2 separate regions of the Drosophila melanogaster genome follow, and region 2 is linked to region 1. The links are chromatin contacts, called in public Hi-C maps. All regions are on one chromosome and are shown on one strand. The core of a region is the stretch at or near the end of the contact, and the rest is flanking DNA. Distances in the headings are between cores, read along the strand shown. Region 1 holds the start of beat-Ic (beaten path Ic). Region 2 holds the start of CG46309.

Region 1 (4,515 bases), core at 1,058-3,557:
TGGTGAACCGCTAGGAAAGGTGTAAGCGGGTTTATTAGTTGCGTTCTGGTTCATTGGGAAAAAGAGACACAATTCTTAGGACTCAACTTAGTTGAAAGAACATCTATCATAATTTTTTTTCTTTTTTATATATGGTCACATATATGGTCAATTCTTACTTGTTATACTCCACATTTTTAGCCACATTTAAAGACTAAGATAAATGATAATATTTACTCAAAAGTTCACATTGTTTCAAAAGCAATCGAATTCACCTTATTCACTTTACTCAAAGTCTCCCACTTGACCATTTGGCAGTGGTTCCTACTGCTGTCAGCAGATAGAAAATTTCTTGAAGGGCAAGAAAAGTGGAGAGGAGGTCCTGGAAAGATCTTGATGGTTGTAGGTTGTGTGCTCGCCGAACATTTTATCGCCTGCACTCAACGAAAAGGTGAATGACGATGGACGCACCAAATTTTCGACACATTGTGGCGTCCGTCTCTGTGTGAGTATGTGAGATGCACATGGCGTATACGCAATAAAAGAGCGACACTCAAAGCCGTGGTTATCAGAGGAGCTTTCCCCGGCCCTCATGCTTGTCGTCATTAGATTAGAGTGGAGCAAGCCCAGCGGAAGAGAGATAGAGATGAATGAGTGACAGAGAGGGAGGGAACACACAGCGAAATGTCATAGTAAAAAAAAAAATTAATTAGATGCGAAAATTATAATGATTCCTAAATAATAGGGCGATGAATAAAATTTGCTTCCGAGTTTATTTTATTTAACCTTTACAATTTTAATCTATTCTTTAAAGTGAAATATAAGTTTCATATAAGAGAACGAATAATTCAAAAATATTGCAATGTGAGTCAATCAACACTCTTTAAGATCAAAAATACTTGTTTTATCAACGATTTTGTTCGTATGCTTTTTGCTAAGTGCACGAATTTCATGCACACATCGAGGAGACAAAAATTAAACTATGGGGCGTTGCCTTGCTAGGATGTGCGTTAAATTGTAAAACACGAGGGGCTGTGTGGTGCGAGTTTTTACTGGGGAGGGGACTGTGGGGCAAAGGGGCAAAGGGGCAAAAGGACTGCGCCCAGCTGGCCAGTGTTATCCTGGCTGTCATGCTGTGGCCAGTTCTCGTTTATTTTGCGTATTAGACGCTGCTATTTTGTGCTTATTGTCGCCATGGTCCTCTCTGTCTGGCAGCCATGTCCTGCCGTGTCCTGTTATTTTTCGCTTGTTTGGTTCCTTCGGTGCCATTGTCAGCTCATTTGTAATTTTTGGCACAACGATTTCAAATTAAGCAACCGGAAATGAGCTGACATTTTGTATTCTGTTTCCCATTTGCTGTTCGTTCGTTTCGCTTTGAAATGCTCGCATTCGGTAGTGCGCAGCTTAACGGCACTTTAGCGGTTATTCGTCAGGATCGAGATCCATAGGGGCAATCATCATCGTATCCGCTTGGCCGTCGTCGTTATCATCTCCAAACACCCCACACACTCCTCCGCCTGCTGCCTTTCAAGTTATCTTGTCTATTATGACAATATTAATATTTACATTTTACAGTTATTGTCTAGCCAAAGCTTTCTCACACAGGATATCCACCACCATGGATATATGTATGTATATCAAATATATGTGTCTACATATAGATTCGTGTTCTCATGTATCCTTTCTATTTTGTTTGCTGCCAGTGCTGCTTGTCATGTTTGCTGGCTCGTATGCATTTGGTATTTTCTTGTTTATTGCTTTATGTTTCAACCGCTGCTGCTCTATTTTCCACCCGTCCTACAGTTTTCTCCATGGATACTGCATCTTGTCAATATGGTTTCCATTTTGCATGTTGTGCATTAGTTCCGTTTGTTGTTGACCACTTTAGTCGCTGTCTCCTAAGGTTCAGGCTTCAGTTTCTCCTTTTCATGGATGCCACGCCAGTAAATTTTAATTCTCGATTTATTTAAATTTCATTTAAAAGAGATTCAATTTATATTCAATTTCAATGCAGGACTTCATTTTATTTACTAGCTGCGTACAACTAATCGTACCGTTTAGTGTAATAGCCATTAAGATTTTTGTTAGACCTTAGTTTAAAGAAAAGGTTAGGAGAACACGAATTAGTATTAATAGTAAATAAATATGTTGATGTTATTATAATAATTAAACGGGGATTCCTGTTTCCTGAGAATTACATTACCCAATGTAAGTTTACAGAGTCTGTTAAGTTATCAGTTAAATAAATCCCAATGAATCCCTGTTAACAAGCAACTCACTTTTCGAACACGAAAGCTTTTCATCAACGAAACACAACCTCTCTTTTAGCTGCTTTCTCCCGCACTCTCTGAAATTTCCCCAGCCTCGGCTCGTGTTTCGTCAAGTGCCGAGTGGCTCAGCTCTTTATTCTGTGCTCTCGCTGGCAGGACACGAGTACGTACAGCCGAATTCCTTCGATTCCAGCTTCTACTTAACAGCATCGGCATCGGGTCCTTCAGCAGCAGCTGCTGTTGTTGGGATTCCGGCGAGGGCCGACAGCTTCCTGCCGCTGATGCTTCAGTTACGTTGATAATGTCAAATCGTTTGGTTCGCTCTGCTGTCGCCATCGCCCACGGGTGCAACCACAACAACAGTGCCAACGACGAGGGCCAGCGAGCTAATAAATTTTAATAAAATCCCCATCACAACAAAGAATAAACAACAGCGCAACCAGACAACACAAAAAATTCGTATAACAAAAATTGCGAAAGAATCTGCAGTTCGGCGGGCCAAGCAAATGCCCGCTAAAAAAAAGTGTCAGAATTTGTGAAAATTAATATTTCACCAGAGATTTGAGTGTTTCCAAAACAAACAAAAAAAAACCCGAACACTGCAAACAGGACAAACTTTTTCGTTTCGCCAAACTTTTATTTCGTACACACTTTTTTGGTCCTACGCGATTTGCTCGCGAAAATTATGAAAAATATGTGAGAAATGTGCAAAATCCGCAAAATACTAAAGTAAGGGCATAGGTCAAGCCCTATTCTCCAGTGCGGGATATATATTCTGGACGGGCCAAAAATCCCCTGACGTTGTCCTTTCAGTAAACCAAACCCACCCACCGCCCATCTAGTGTCATGTGTATGTGCGAAAAGAAAAGCAGCCAAGTTGAGTGTGTGTGCGCCTGGGTGTGGGAAGTCGTGTAACGTGCTAAAATAAGTTAATTTATTGCCGGCACAACAACAATCACAACACACAAAGACAACAACTGCCGGCAGTCATAACATTTGTGTTGTTCACCAGTTACCCAAAGGTGAGTTACTTTCAGTTGAGCGTTCCGACTGGGTGATGATGATATCTGTATCTGTGATTTTGCTCCGGCTTTTTGTTGGGACTCTTAAAATATAATTTACGGTCATGTAGGCTGTGGATTTTGCAAAACCAAGCAGATTTTTGGCAGGAGAAATATGTTTCGGCAGTGCGATTACACACAAATAAAATAAAAAATAAATTTCTAGATTAGCTTTGAAAATTAGGATTCATTAAACAAAAAAAACTCCAAAGAATGAATGACCATGTAGTTCTAATCTTTTGTCCAGATTACTGTAACCAATCATTTAAGAAGCAAACTGATTTTGTGCCGTAAAAGACGCTTTAAGCTAATTACTCATGCTGTAATAATCTGCATTAGACATAATTCGATTTGCTTGACACTTCGTAATAACTAATTTATCCAAGTAGATGAATAGCTCAGAATAATGAAAGGACTTGTGCCGTAAGTCACTTTACAATTAGGTGTTTGTAAAATTAATTAACATTATAGAATTTTAGTAGTGGATATAATAGTTCTGTGTCGCCCTTTACCGACTCAGCAAAGGCAATTTCCCATTGTGAAAAACAATGGATGTACCGCTATTAAAAATTCAGTTGACCCAGTATGTTGATATTTACATTTGAACAATACATTTCTGAGTGAAACAATTTTAGCCCATATTTGATGGTAACTTTTGGATAATAACCAGGTGGTTAAAATATCAGAATACAAACCCGTTCAAATGCTTTCGAGAACATTATTCACCGGATATGCCTCTGGCGACTCGACAAAGTGTTTTTGTGGAAACCGACAATAAAAATTATGCCGTTCATTTAACTTGTTTGGGCGGAGATTCGTCTGAAGAAAGTGATGGAATGGCCAATTGTAAGTGAAAAGAAAATGTAAAATATTCATTCAGATCTTGTTAATTTGTTGCATAGATTTGGTTCAGACCTACGCCACTGAAAAAAGGCCATCAGTTAGAATTATGAAGAAAATTTTGCAGGCGCACAAAAGGCACGGCTTGGAGTTGAAGTTTCTAAAATATTGCGTGTAAATATATTGGAAAAAATTATTTATTCCCATTGAAAAGTGGTCTGTAGCCAATAACTAGACTAAGAAATATCATGCTAATTGAAAATTTTTATCAGACCATTTGCGTTTTTGTTTTTGAGCTTCCTTATCAAAACTAATGTATTGGTTTGTGAACCAAATTACATTGAGGTTTAATTAAAAAAGAAATT
Region 2 (4,515 bases), core at 821-3,320, 250 kb after region 1:
GAGACTAGAATGAGTTCAATATTCCAGACAAATCTGGCGCAAGTCGGTTTGAGCTTCTTTCTCGCGACTCCCATTGTTCATTTAATTGAAAACAATTCGTGGGAAACTAAAAAACAATTTAGCTCAATTACACGCAATGAAATAATTGAGACTTTCGCCATTTTCGTCTCGCACGACACTCTCTTTTTATCCGCGATGTTCTTCGGGGCGGGTCAAGCCGTCAATTGTCCAGAAAGGTCACAGTGCTTTGTTCACTGTAAGTCAAGTGACCTTTCCATGGCCAGCAAGTGTACCGCCCGTGCCACTTGAGCTAATTAATTAAACGAAAAGTCCATATACCCTACAAAAATAATCCATACTCACTTTTTATTTGTGCTGTGCCTGGCAGTATTCTGCACTGTCTAGATGAAACTCCATAGATGTGGGAACAGGTCTAACCAACTGCAAAAGAGAAATAAAATGTTGGGACAACATTCAGTATCACATTTAAATGAAATGAAAATTGAAAAAAAGCTAGAAATATTTTTGTAGGAATTTATTTGACCACCATTTGCAATCGAGAAATGAAGAATGTTTGTAAACATTACCAGCTAAAAGCGTTTATTGGAAATAAATTGTATACAAAAAAATCGATTTGCAAGTCAATTCCAAAGTGATACATAAAAATTATAATTGAAATAAATAAATTAATTATAAAACTGGTGCATTACAATCGAAATCATTCAAGGGTTAGGGCTCACGTTGTACATAATATACATATATTGTACAATTTTGAAACAGGTGCCATAAGCATACAAAAATAATTTCAACATTTTTAGGATTTACCAACTTTTGCAATACTTAATTAGCAACCAAAATAGCCAATTTAGAATAAATAAAAGAAAACCGCCTTTATCAACTGAAATTTATCTGCGAGAACCAGAAAACATACGCAAGGAAAATCGTTGAAGTGGATTTTAAATGTATTGGTCGCCTGCTGTCTGAAAAAAAAAATATTAAAAATATTCCCTAAAAGTGATCCAAGATAATGACTGCTCATTTCCACGACCGTTTACATTATTTATATTCCGTTGATGATCATGAAAAGCATATGTATAAAATGAGTTCACAAATATAAAGACCGAAACAGAACAATGATTGTATAATATGTATTTCGCATATATACGTGTATATCCACACAAACGCGATAACTCTTTAAGCAAATATTCCATTTTCTATGGCCCCAGTGCGACCTGTGTTTATTTTTGCACTTTTGCCTAAAGTAGGCGAATATTTCTCTCGAAAATTGGCCAATTCCTTATGTTAAAGGCATTTCGATTATGGTATGTATTGGAGAATCCATTGTGGAATAGCTAGTGATATTGAAACGCGTGAAACTAATTAAGAAGCGGGCGCAAAAAAATAAAAACAAAACATATAAAAGGAACACTTTGTTGATAGAACTGAAAACTTTCACTTCTTCTCGGAATGCACCTAGTATATACCAGTACATTCTAGATTTGTCAGTGTGTGTGTGTGTTTACCTCATGACACGTTAAGCAACAACACTTTTTGTTGATGCTATATTTCCCAGTCGGTTTTTACTTGTGACTTATGCAATGTATTTTTTGTTTTGCGTCTTGGCGAAATTGAAAAATCACACAGGCAAATATATATGTAAATATCTATATATACATAGGTATTTCGCTATGCATTTAAGCAAATACAGTGATTAGTTGCTGATTACGACGGGGCGGCTTGTAACCCGTTGATATGGACTCCCGATTAGATATCGACAGGTGTTTGCCGGAAGACACTAATCGATTTTATCCGCGGATCGTAAAGCTTTCTCTCCTATCAGTTAATTCGAATATACTGAGGATTGGTCCTCCACATTCAGATTTGCCAGCGGATAAATTGTATTTACCTATCGTTAATCGCCCGTTATACGGCGAGATAGTATCTCGATTAAATATCGACAAGTGTCGATTCTGAGACGTTGATCGATTACGATTACCACAATAAGTAGACGCGTATTGCTGCGTGATGAGCACTCTCTCATGTTTTGCTATCGACTGGCGATTGTCAACTCTTCGCCGCCCATTTTACGCCACGGAAACGGCCGCTCCGTCCGGCAGTAAGTCTCCATTGCCGGGGAGAACGAAGAGAGAGTCGTGACGCACATCTCTCCAATCGCTCACGCAGAGAGCGAAAAAAAATTATCTACAGTCTGGTGCATATTTAAAGCGCTTTAAAAAGTCTGTTGTGCAAAAACAATAGAGGCAGGAAAAATAGAAACAATTTGCTTGGTTAGTTTTACTTTTCTACTGTTGAACATAATTAGCAGAGTTCAATGGACCATGAAAGGGCGAATTTTGTGCTTACTAAAAATGTTTAAATTTTAAAGCATTTTATTCGTTCTGGTATAGTAGTGACAATATAAGTAGTTCTGATTTAAAATCACGAGGGTATTTATTTTAAAATGTTAAATTGTTTAATTTTAGAAACTAGACAACAAGTTAGTTTGTATTCTGTTCTTTTTAAATATAGATCTTAAAATATTTTTTTCGACTTCGTCTCTGAAATAAGTTTCGAAAATAAACTCTACTAAAATTTTGAATATACCTGTATTTTCGAAGAAACGCAAATCATATTGACATTACCTAACAAACACTTATATTTATGACCAATACAAATTATTTCGCGTTAATGGCTTGGTATTTTAAAGTGCCAAAATGCTTATAGACATATAATCCGTAGGATATTCAAATAACTGTGTGGAAACGCTTTTTAAATCGGGGAATAAATAAATGATTGATAAGATCTTTAGCATATAAAGGTTTTTTTCCCCATCTAGCTACCTGACTTGGAAAGTGTTCAAATACAGCGAAGGAAAGTTTTGCAGTCAGATTATAACTTTTACGGGATGCCAAGGTCAGTCGTTATTTAAGGGCAATAAACAAAGCTAAATGCGGTTTATATTATGCACAGTTAATGAAGGCTACGGCGCACACAAACGTGTAACTTAATATGAAATTAGTCTTACATTTAAACCAGTTGATTATAATCGAGATGTAGGCAAATGGCATGACGACACTAATACCAAATTGCGGCTATATTGTTACTCGCTATATACAAACATACATGCATACATATGTACACATTTGTTCCACTTGAATGCTCCTCGCTACATACACAGATTTTCAAATACATTTTCCAATCAGTTAATACATCATAATGTCTTTAAACGACGAGTTTAATGAAATCAAACTTTTGATTCAAATCAACATAAAGATATTCGTGCAATTAGACAAAACTTCTTAACAGACTATTGTATCTTTGACAAAAAATACTTTTTGTTCTCTCCGAGGTAGCAGATGGTTTTGTCTGTGCGGAAAGTTGATTGGACTTTCCCGAAACAGGAGCAGACGACTTAGACCGAGGGCCAGACAAGAAGGAAACAAAGAACAAGGAACCGATGAAATCTGGAGGTAAGAAAGCAAACACAACTGAATGCCGGTGTGTCTGAGTTTGGATTCGGGGTTCAAAGTACTTCAATTCCAGTTCCCTTTTCTTTTTTTTTTTTTTTGTTTGTCCCCTCTTTCAGTTTTTGTTTAGACTTCGACTGCAATCCTGGCAAACAAGATCGCCCGATTTACGCCAATAATCACAGACTTGCAAAAAATAGTAGTAAAAGGTTGTAAACAAATTGAAAATGACTAACGGACGGGAAATGTGATGAGGGTAACTGCCACTCAAGCCTCAACTTACTAAGCTAAAGTCTGTCCACGGGTGTCAATAAAACCGGAGACGTGCCGAAAAAAAAAGCCAGACATAACGCAGACACTAAGAATACATTAAGTCTTATACACTTATTAAAAAAACAAAAACTAGCTACCTACATGGGGTAGAAAGCTGGTAGACTAAACATTCAATAAAACAGTACACTGTTACCAACTTGGAACTTAAATCATTGGAATCATTGGTATCTTAAATGAATATTGAGAATAATTGTAAATGATTTAGGATCAATAGATATAAATTCATCTTACAATAAATGTATAGTCAAGAAGATTGATATAGATAGATTGATATAGATAGATAGATATAGATAGATACGAGATATAGATAGATATAGATATAGATATAAAGCAAGCAAGAACCTTTTTTGTACTGCCAAACACATGAAAACCAAAACTTTTCTAAGTTTTGTTCACCTTAGATATTCGCGGCACGCTTTCAGATCAGATAAGTATGGGTATTGGAAACCCAAGTCAAATGAAAAGACAGCAAAAAAAAACACAGACCAAGCTCGAGTTATTGATTTTGCGCGACTAGCAAAGGAGGAAGGGCGATGTCCAAGCCCCAGCACCAACACCATCTCCATCTCCATCCATCCGCGATTTCCGTATTTCGCCATAATGGAAATTTTAAGTTTGCCCCGAAGCGTCTCGAGTGCTGCGAACCAGGAGGAGATGAGCAGGAAATGGTGGCCCCACCACGGGGGCAACTAGGATCTCAAACCGCCTTTTTCTA

Evidence for each region. Hi-C and Micro-C count contacts between places; a contact is called where the count stands out from the background.
Region 2: a Hi-C map of the Kc167 cell line shows a contact between it and region 1, with 2.5 times the contacts expected there. The contact joins the promoter of CG46309 here to the promoter of beat-Ic in region 1. A contact is called at or near these places in 3 of 107 Hi-C or Micro-C datasets (the Clone 8 cell line, the Kc167 cell line and whole body) and 1 of 6 datasets of contacts at active chromatin or transcription factors (the Kc167 cell line).

Annotation. Positions count from the first base shown.
Region 1 is chr2L:15,997,984-16,002,498 of dm6, forward strand. It overlaps beat-Ic (beaten path Ic), which reads left to right and starts at 2,308. Exons shown (of 8, transcript NM_001299041.1): 1 at 2,308-3,271. lncRNA:CR43825 (long non-coding RNA:CR43825) reads left to right here and starts at 3,802. Exons shown (of 3, transcript NR_073787.1): 1 at 3,802-3,893; 2 at 3,946-4,156; 3 at 4,213-4,418.
Region 2 is chr2L:16,249,718-16,254,232 of dm6, forward strand. CG46309 reads right to left here and starts at 2,071. Exons shown (of 6, transcript NM_001347787.1): 1 at 1,907-2,071; 2 at 364-441. The coding sequence starts at 2,041. The coding sequence ends at 1,913. It overlaps PRL-1 (PRL-1 phosphatase), which reads right to left. Exons shown (of 6, transcript NM_135936.3): 2 at 364-441.